Linked DNA regions of Mus musculus: region 2 is linked to region 1. The links are chromatin contacts, called in public promoter capture Hi-C maps. All regions are on one chromosome and are shown on one strand. The core of a region is the stretch at or near the end of the contact, and the rest is flanking DNA. Distances in the headings are between cores, read along the strand shown.

Region 1 (5,544 bases), core at 512-3,011:
ATAAAGCAACACCTGGCTAGATTGTAACACGTCCACTAGATGGCAGGCGACTGCAGCAGGAGGAGAACCCATGGTATTTTAGGGGAATGGTTTATTTCCACCCACTTGTCTCTGTCAACAGGCCTTGCTAATAAGTGCCTTAATTTCTATAAAGTTTTTCAGCATGAGTTTTCCAGAGTTTTAAGGAGCGATTGCAACACACTCCACGAACTGTACCTGCCATAATATTTTCCACCACCACATTTAACTGTAGGCTGACCTTTTATTCACCTTAATTTTCTTAGACCATAAATACTGTCCTGATCTAACACGGAAATCAAAATAGAACAATGAGAAAAATGCGTCATTTAGTGAATAGAGAACACACAATTTCTTATTTCTGTGAACACCAGAGTTTAAATGTGTCTAGGAATTGGTTACTTGGAAACAATGGGGCGCAAATACAGTTCTGCTCAGTAGTGCGCCAGGACTCTAAGCAAGCGTGGCTCACATTTATCAGTTTGCTCTTGACATGTCTAGTGGATGTTTGAGATTGAAACCATGTCCAATAAATCTCCATTTCTGTGCAATTATCCCGGGAGTAGAAAGATAGAGCATGGCTTGTGCTCGTGGTGGGCATGGCTTGTGCACTTTAGGGCACATCTTGTGATTGCCATATGCAGGGATCCATCCCATAATCAGCTTCCAAATGCTGACACCATTGCGTACACTAGCAAGATTTTGCTGAAAGGACCCAGATATAGCTCTCTCTCTTGTGAGATTATGCCGGGGCCTAGCAAACACAGAAGTGGATGATCACAGTCAGCTATTGGATGGGTCACACGGCCCCCAATGGAGGAGCTAGAGAAATTACCCAAGGAGCTAAAGGGAACTGCAACCCTATAGGTGGAACAACAATATGAACTAACCAGTACCCCAGAGCTCTTGTCTCTAGCTGCATATGCATCAAAAGATGGCCTAGTCGGCCATCACTGCAAAGAGAGGCCCATTGGACTTGCAAACTTTATATGCCCCAATGCAGGGGAACGCCAGGGCCAAAAAGGGGGAGTGGGTGGGTAGGGGATTGGGGGTGGGTGGGTATGGGGGACCTTTGGGATAGCATTGAAAATGTAAACGAGGAAAATACCTAATTAAAAAAAAAAGAGGAGAAAAAAAAAAGATAGAGCATGGCTTGTGCTCTTGGTGGGCGTGGCTTGTGCACTTTAGGGCGTGACCGGGCTTCCTCTATTATAGATATTTTCTTTGCTTTGCTGCATTGTTCATATGTATTCTGTCTTATAGAGCTGCCAATAATAATATTTAAACAAGTGCTTATTCATATGCCTAAATTAAGTGAAATAAACTACATGAAGGAGCTGCGTTGGTTGCTCTGTCGTATTAGAGTTCCGTGTTTTTTTCATTGCTATGACTAACACTCGAGGGAGAAGTCCACCCAACTGATTTACGGCATTTAAGCTTATCCCTTAGCATATAAGTCTATTCTATACACAGCAGAAGCTATTACACGCGGAGCAGTTATGAGCTTTGCATCCGCTGCCTTTGACTTTGCCATCTCTATCTAATTTAGTCAACTGAAAAATGGAGCTCTAAGGAGGGACTGTGAACTTTTTAGTTAACAGAACTAGACAGAAAGACCACTTTAATGGTTTTGTTAGACAGATCTTGAAAGTCAGCAGGGTAGATTAGAAGCACGTGCTCTACACACCTGTGGCCTGAGGTTCCTTTCTGGCTGTTGAGGAATAAATGAGAGCAAAGCGAAAACAAATGAAGGTCAAAGGAGTTCCTTCCTAAAGGGCAGAGCCTAGCTGATCCCGGCCCTCAGCTGGTAAGGGTTTTGAACGTCTATTTAGAGATAAAAGCATGGGGTCTTGGAATTGCATTTCCTATGACCCCCCCCCCCGCCCATTCCATATTAAAAACACTGGTGTGTGTGTGTGTGTGTGTGTGTGTGTGTGTGTGCATTTAGAACTCAATTTACTTCTCTTCCCAACATTAATTTCCTTCAAAATCAAAGACCTCTAGTATAAAACAGATGGCTAACTCCATCTCTCACTGCATTTGAACAGGAATCCAGGAACGAGGTCTCATCCCAGAAACAACTGACATTCTAATAGCAGTAGTCTATGGCCAACGCTGTTAATTTTGTACAAGGAGAAATTAGGATAATTGAATGACAATACATTTTCTTATTTAACAAATATTTGCATTGTGCCTAATATTGCAACCCCCAATGTCACGCAAACAAAACCAAACATAAATACATAATTTATCAGTACGTTAAAGAAAATAGAAAGCAGGACTCTCACAGTTCTTGGACTAAATTTATGTTCTTGTCCTAAAGACTTTATCGACACTAAAGAAATAATGTCATGGGTGCTGGAGAGAGGGCTCAGCAGTTAAGAGAACTGAATGCTCTTCCAGAGGTCCTGAGTTCAATTCCCAGCAACCACGTGGTGGCTCACAACCATCTGTAATGGGATACAATGCCCTCTTCTGGTGTGTCTCAAGACAGCTACAGTGCACTCATATACATAAAATAAATAAATAAATCTAAAAAAAAATAATGTTATTAGAGGAAGCTAGCCCTGCCCCTGGCCTTGTCACAGTGGTCTGCTTCACAACTGGGTCTGTTCCTGCCGCTCTTGAAGCTGTGTGTTCCCAGAGGTCACCTTGTAGACATTGAATATGAAACGGAAGTTGCTCATACTTGGAGTTCCCAGTGGAAAGTCAGGTATATTTTGCTTCATTTGTTGTGTTCTTAGTTTGAAAGCTGATTCGGCTTGGCTGACGAGCTTCCCTGGATGTTTGTTGTCTTGCCTTCGGTGATTTTCAGTTTGTTTGTTTGTTGTTTTTCTCTGCAGTAACTAAGGGGAAGAAAACACATCATCGTAGGTTGGCTGAGCGTGCAATGAGCATGAGCACATAATGGGGCTATTTGCAAGTTAGGACACTTTTGAGAGTGAAAGGACATTTAATAAGGAGAACAGGCAATGGTTGTAAATTGGAACCATCCTGGACATGTGGACGTAAGATTGTCCTACATAACTGCTCACTGCTGGCCAGTGTTTTTTCCACTTTCTCTTCATTTGAGGATAAGTAAATTTAGATAACCAATTTAAAAATGGGCGCACAGTCTCTTACAGATGGATTCTTCTTGCTATCTCGTTAGGGATTCTTAGCATGATAAGTAGCTGACTTTCTCCCCATTTATAAATAATCTTATTAAATTATAATTGACAAGTTATTTAACGTTATTAAAGTAACAATGTACAAGTTTAAAGTGTGCACATTGATATGGTCTCTCTCTCTCTCCCTCCTACCCTCCCTCTTCCTCCCCCTGTCTACACACACACACACACACACACACACACACACAGAGAGAGAGAGAGAGAGAGAGAGAGAGAGAGAGAGAGAGATCCTTAAGACCATTAGTCTCCCAAATATGGTCATCCTGGCATCATTTCTCATAGACTGAGGCAACCACGATGTATTTCCCCCCGACTTTTATTTAAACATTTAAAAAATTAGCATACACAGTACTAGGTTTCATTATAGTATTTTTGAAAAACATAGTTTTTGTTGATTATCCGTCCTCCTCTTCTACCCACCCTTCTTTCCAGCTTTTATGTCACATGTGTAATATCTGCCTACCTTTTAAAAAATTTTGTTCTTTTTAATTAGGTATTTATTTCATTTACATTTCCAATGCTATCCCAAAAGTCCCCCACATGCTCCCCACCCACTCCCCCACCCACCCACTCCCACTTCTTGGCCCTGGTGTTCCCCTGTACTGAGGCAGATAAAGTTTGCACAACCAATGGGCCTCTCTTTCCACTGATGGCCGACTAGGCCATCTTCTGATACATATGCAGCTAGAGATACGAGCTCTGGGGGGTACTGGGTAGTTCATATTGTTGTTCCACCTATAGGGTTGCAGTTCCCTTTAGCTCCTTGGGTACTTTCTCTAGCTCCTCCATTGGGGGCCCTGTGATCCATCCAATAGCTGACTGTGAGCATCTACTTCTGTGTTTGCTAAGTCTGTCTACCTTTTATTCTCTAGCATCATTCCAATGGTTTCCTTCCTAGCTTTCTAGTCTATATTCACACTCACCCCAACAATATATAGACATAAACACTATAAGCAAGAACATGTATATGGGAGAGAACATGTGATTTTTGTTTTAGACTGACTTACCTCACTTAATGTAATACTTTTCAGATTTATCTATTTTTTTTGCAACTTTTATTTTCTTTATATAAGAATAAAATTGACACACACACTACATTTTCATTATTCATTTGAGGTGGACATCTAGGCTTGTTCCATTTCCTTGCTGTTGGGAATAAAGCATCAATAAACGTGGATGTGCAGGTAGAGTCTTTTGGATATAGATCCCAGAGTGGAATAACTGGGTCGTGTGGAAATTCTATTTTTAATTTTATGAGCCACTTTCTTACTGTATTCTATAGTGGTTGTGCCAATCTATACTTCCATCAGCAATGAATAAGTGCTTCTCATTCTCAACGTCCTGGCTAGCATTTGTTGTTTCTTGAACATAGCCATTCTGACTGGGGTGAGATGGAACCATAAAGCATTTCCTTAATGACTAAGAATGCTGAACAGTTTAAAGGTACTTATGTGGCATTTGTTTTTCTTCTTTGGAGAACTGTCTGTTCATTTCATTAGACTATTTGATAAATGAAAGAACTGATTTTGCTGTTTAATTTTCAGTTCTTTATATAGTATAGTTATAAATCACCTGTTTGACATATGGCTGGCAAAGATTTTCTCCCATTGTTTAGGTTGTCTGACAATGTTGGACATAGTTTTGTTGTGTATAACCTTGATAATCTTAAGGTATATCTTTCCCATTACTAATTTTTTAGGATTTTTTTTTTATCTTGAAGGCAGACACCCTGCTGTAGCCTGGTAAATTGGCTTGTGTTTCTCAAAACTGTGCATAAAGTCATGTGGTATATCATTATTTGGGATATGTGTGTGATTCTTTAGGGTCTCCTTTATTGGTTGTATCAACAGTTCAGTCCTTCATGGAATGTAGTACTAGTCCACCATGTAGATATTTCAGGTTGTTTACCATTCCAATATGTAGATATTTCGGTTTACCCACCCAGACCTATCACCGCATTGTTTCCAGCTCTTAGTTTCAGAAGTAAGGCAGCTATGGGCATTCACATGTGTGATCTTTCATGGAAAAAATGTTCTCATTTCCTTAGGTAAGTCCCTATGGGTAGAACTGCTGACTTGTACAGCCAGTTTATATTTAACTTGGGAAGCTGCGGGACTGTTTTCTAAGCTGGTTCTAGTGTTTGCATTCCTATCGCTCACATCTAAGCCTCTCACTCTGATACAGAGTCAGCACTGGATACAGCTAGGCTTTCTAAAACTTCTAGACATTGGAAAAGAGCTGAAATTATTATAATTTTTAGTTTTAATTTGCACTTCCCTTTCAATTAATGATAAGCATTTTTTAGTCTCCTTAGTTGTTGGCCATGTGAATTAGGCAAAGTGATTGCTCAATATGT
Region 2 (5,038 bases), core at 1,650-4,149, 980 kb after region 1:
ACTTGAAATTTTGCATAGGGAAAAATTATACAGCACAATAAAACTGTTCCAATCTGCAGGGCCTCTCTTCAAGACATACCACCCAAAACAGTTATGGCATACATCTCTACTGTTAATGCTTATTATTTACCAATTCTTTTACCTTATATGTACTAATATACAAAACGGCACTGTGCTATGTAATGATGTTAGACATTTATACTCTGTTTTAATTCTCTCTTCAATGAGTACATAATATTCTATCGGGAAAAAAAGAATGTCTGAACTACATTACTCAACCCTCCAATAATTTATAGGTTGGGTTAAAATCCTTTTTCAAGTTCCTTATGCTCATGCACAGAGTCTACACAAGTATCTGAGAGAAGGCTTCTTAACTAATAGACTTGTTTACAGTATTTCCAGTACCAGCTAAACTTCTGTCTCTAATGCATACACTGCTCAGCTTGTAAAAAGCCTGTGACTGATGCTATCTTTCTCCCATACCTGGCAAACATTCTATTTTAAATATTTCTACTTATATGGCAAGGAGTGAGGTTACCACTCATTTCTGTTTGCTCTGAAAAGACTGCTCCAATAACTGCCAGAGAAGCTACAGTTTTGGTTTTTTTGTTTGTTTGTTTTTTTGATTCTAAGAACATTTAAAGTCAGGGCAGAATAGCCTTAAATCTACAAAACCGAAAAGATAATGACAGGGTCACAACCATCTCTTGGTGACACTGACACGGTCAAGCTGGTATATAAAAAATTTGTGTCCAGAAAGGGGCTTCATAGCTTTGAAGGCAAGAGCACATGGCAGAACTTCTGTTCCACCAGTGCATGGGGCCAGCAGTGGTCCTCCATCTCGATAGCCAGAGAAATCATATTCTGTCCCCATGAAATGGCATTCTCCAAACCTCTGCAGCTTCCAATCCACTAGCTAGGATGCAGGAGTTAGGGCAGGAGCAGAATACAAGGCTAACTAAGTGTCAGTCAGAACTGCAATGCCTGCCACATTCCACAGAAATCTTCATCTCGCGCCCTGACAGCTATAGTGAGATCATACATTTCTTACAAATCTGCAATTCTTTGAGTACCAGTGACACAACCATACCTAAGCTGCACATCTGTTTCTTCTCCTTCAGCAATAAAGCGTGTATTTTTAGATCTTGGTTGTTCTCCTGGGGGGGGGGGGTGTCTTTTGATGTTTCCTTAGAAGCCTTCCCCACTTAAAATTATTTACTGTACTCTTCCCTGCAGGTATGCTACACCCTGTAACAATTCCTGCTTATTTTTTGTTTCTGGACTCTTTTTTATGGTTTATGCAATTATTCCCCCAAAGATTACCAATTCATCAAATCACACACACAATTCACTGGCTTCTGCATTTTTCCCACCTCCCTGAGCACCTCTTAGACACAGCAAATAATCCTCCTTACGATAAAAAAAAAAAAAAAAAAAAAAAAAAAACCTTGAGAGCCTCTAAGAAGCAGATCCTCTGGACTTACTCTACCGTGCCAGCTCTGTTACAATTAACAATCACATAGAACACTTCAGTACCTGAAACAGCTTTTGTTTCTCTGGAACCTTGTTTTCAAAATGCCTTCGTGAAGTGGTGCTGATGGTCCTCTGGGCAATCTGACGAAGGGCCTGAAACAGAAAATTCACATGCATCGAACAAGACCTAAGAGTCCAAAGAAACCTGTAAAGGCAACTTCCAACCCTTCACACTGAAAGGAAGCTGAGATTTAAAGCATTATCGAACTTGTCAGTACTATCCAAGACTAGCATCCAGATTTTCTACATGTTGTCTATTCTCTGCTCTGTGCTTCATGTTACATATCATAGTCTTCAGAAACCATGACCTATATATAACCTGTGCCTGAAATTAATCAGTAGTATTTTATAGAACAAAACATGCTGATATACAGAAAAATAAATGATATAGACATCTTATAAGTTCTAACATTTTCATTTAATATTTGCCTATGTCAAAAATCTATTCCTGGCAGGGTAGTGGAGGCTCAAGACTTTAATCGCAGCACTAGGGAGGCAGAGGCCATGCTAGTCTACAGATTTAGTTCCAGGATAGCCAAGGCACTGAAAAATTACTTTGCAGTGGAGGGCACATGCTAGAACACTCCTGGACATCTAAGAAAAATGTAATTGGTGTTAAGTCTTAATTGTGTTAAACGATTACAAAATAAAATCAAAACACACCTTTTTAAATTTTGGAGAAATATTCACCAAGTGTTAAAGGTAATTCTGAATCGTCATTACACTTCAATCATGAAACCCATTAAATCCCAACTAAAACTGTACAATTTAGTTCTTTGGCTTACTTCTTTGAATCAGGTAAAATTTTATCTTTTCACTATGATACAAAACAAAATGACAACAAAAAGCCACCTTCCACCTAGGTTTTCCAGGTGTCCAAGATCCCCCCACTGGAGCCTACGTCAGAGCTACAGTCATAGCCATAAGCAACGGTAAGCTGTAGTGACCAAGAACCAAATGCGATCCTGCTCTTCCCTCTACGACTACCCAGAAACAGCCAGGGGCGAGTGGACGGAAGGTCAGGGAAAAGGACGCGCGGCCAAGGTGACTCCGGCTGCTGTCTTCTGCCACATTTCCAGCACGCCTTTCTGTCAGGATGCCTGACCCTCCGCCCCGACACTCCAGTACCAGCCAAACCCCCAAAGCTACCTACCAGCAGATTCCGCAACATCTTGGCTCGGTTGTTACCCACCAACCGCGACTACTGAACGCCAAAAATCGAAAGCCACCAGACCGGAAACGGAACTCCCTCCTAGCGCTGCGCGCGCGTCGAGCAAGAGGGCTCGTTCCGGGAAGAGGAGGGGCTCGCGCTCCCGACCATAGAGAGCGGAAGGCGAGCCAGAGCGACTTCTCGCAGCGGCCCGTCTAGCCTCCGGACCTCCGAAGCTATCCTTACCACTTGGCTCCGCCCTGCCGCGCCTGCCGCCGGACCCAGAATCACAATGGAAAGCAAACGCCACCCGCAATGGAGAGGCGTGAAGTCTTGCAGCCCTCTTCATACGCTCTGGTGAAGTCAGTGGACAACCAGACTACCCGGAAAGTAGCTTGTCTTGTGAGAAGGCTTTGAGCCATTGTTTACAGTCTGAAGGAACAATGGATGTCAAAGCTACGTCGTACAAGCTTAAATATTCAAAAGCTCCTCTTAATACGGATAGAGTCCAGTTTTAGGGTTTGTCTTCCACAGATGAAAGTGGGAGGCGTTAGTCTTTGTGCTGAGATCATATAGGAACGACCGATGTTGGCATCCACAGGTATGCCAACCTGTGGATCTTCTGCTAAACTCCTTGTGCTGGAAGCTCTTCCTGTGTCCCCAGACTGGAACTGGCTGACTTCGTTATTGAGTCTGGGAAAACGCTGAAAAGAGGGGAATACATTTTTAAATCCACGTTCAACACAAATATCGACTGTGTCGTGCTTTCTCAGATCCGCAGCACATTTCACTCCTGGATGGAGCTGTCAGAAGTGCGCGTATTTTACAGATAGGCTGTTAGCATTTTGCATCAGTCTTGCATAACTATTCCTCCTTACAACTGCCTTTATTCTTCTGCACACTAATGTACAAGTAAAAATAATCTACTCAACAATACAAATGTCTTTCCACCCTTTTGCAAACTCAGAAACGACTTCATTGCCATTTCAGGTAAAAGCTAATGATAAACGGGTTCCACAGTGTTGCGTGAATAAAAACTGGTAATGCTTAATTCCTTCAAATCTTGGGGTACTTTTTTCTTCATAACCTACTGTACCCCCAACACAGTCTAAATTTTCTTCCTTACCAAGTTTATAAACACCCATTATAACTGACTTTTTTTCTACCACCTCTTAATTATTCAATGTACCATCGAGCATAATTACCAACAGCTGGGGATGGGGAGTTTTGTTTTTTTTTTTTTTTTGTTTTGTTTTTTACATTTATTGTCTGTAATTGGAATTCGTTAAAGTTTGTGCTGCTGTCGCTGTTTCACCACAGGATATAAGTTTTCCCAGAACCGACTGTATACTTACCATTCCCCTAACACTAATAAAAATGGGCCTACTAGGGGGGCTGGTGAGATGGCTCAACGGGTAAGAGCGCTGACTGCTCTTCTGAAGGTCCTAAGTTCAAATCCCAGCAACCACATGGTGGCTCACAACCACCCATAATGAGATCTGATTACCTCTTCTGGTGTGTCTGAAGTCAGCTACTTACATATAATAATAAGTAAATCTTAGAAAAAAATAGGCCTACTAACCAACACTAAGTGCATACTGTTTGACATTCCTAGGAATAGTGACTGTCCAAGAAGAACCAAGAGTTTACATTAAAACTACCTATAACAGCGTTGTCACTTAGGGCAGTACAATTTTCTCTTTACTGGACCACTCCATCTACAGACACATTCCATTTTAAAAAGGAAAGGACACATATGAAACAAAACAGTGTTTCTATCCCATTCTCTCCAGAATAAAAGCAGACTTCTGCAACTTGTGTGCCCCTCCTTTTGTGTTAGTCTTTTCCAAAATCACTTCTTAGGCAAGCTTCTGCATTATCAGCCACGGATATCACAGGTGCTCATTCCCCCAGAGTACATTTTAATTTGGAAATAAACTATCAAGGCAAAGGGAGCAACATGAGTGTGGAATGCGAGCCTTTTAAGGAGGTTTCCACACACCACTCTCCTAAGAGTCCTCTTGCACGTTGATCCTTAGTTTCTGCTTGACTCCTCATCCTACCAACACCAAAATTTCAACATACCTTTCCCTAATTCATACTAAACTATTTATACTTTCATTTTTTAATCTCTTAAAGTCTCTGCAATTTCCCCCAAACATTAACATTTTTCTACCAAACCCTACAATCAAATTCTATCTGTACAACTTCAGAATCTTATCTGACCATTTATGATCTGTAACATCACCACTGCAGGCCAAGCCAGCAACATCTTGTGATTTTATTTCTGCAAAAGTCTTAATTTGTTTCGATCTTCATCTTCTGTCACTGTTGTTTCCCATCATCCAGATTTTA

What was found. Promoter capture Hi-C pulls out the DNA fragments that hold promoters and counts their contacts.
Region 2: a contact with region 1 is called in a promoter capture Hi-C map of second pharyngeal arch cranial neural crest. The contact joins the promoter of Cox7a2 here to the enhancer-like site in region 1. A contact is called at or near these places in 8 of 39 promoter capture datasets (the C10 cell line, the HPC-7 cell line, cranial neural crest and 5 more) and 14 of 115 datasets of contacts at active chromatin or transcription factors (acute myeloid leukemia, craniofacial prominence, embryonic basal ganglia and 9 more).

The regions. Positions count from the first base shown.
Region 1 is chr9:78,775,585-78,781,128 of GRCm38.p6, forward strand. No RefSeq gene overlaps it. Among named protein-coding and RNA genes, the nearest start is that of Gm39376, 7.3 kb to the right of the region's middle. Within about 2 kb of position 1,762, at least 1 of the 459 cell types and tissues checked has an H3K27ac peak or open chromatin away from gene starts, as enhancers often do. A contact at or near this core is called in second pharyngeal arch cranial neural crest, where this site is marked.
Region 2 is chr9:79,756,954-79,761,991 of GRCm38.p6, forward strand. Cox7a2 (cytochrome c oxidase subunit 7A2) reads right to left here and starts at 2,900. Exons shown (of 4, transcript NM_009945.3): 1 at 2,687-2,900; 2 at 1,537-1,626. The coding sequence starts at 2,704. It also overlaps the pseudogene Gm51685.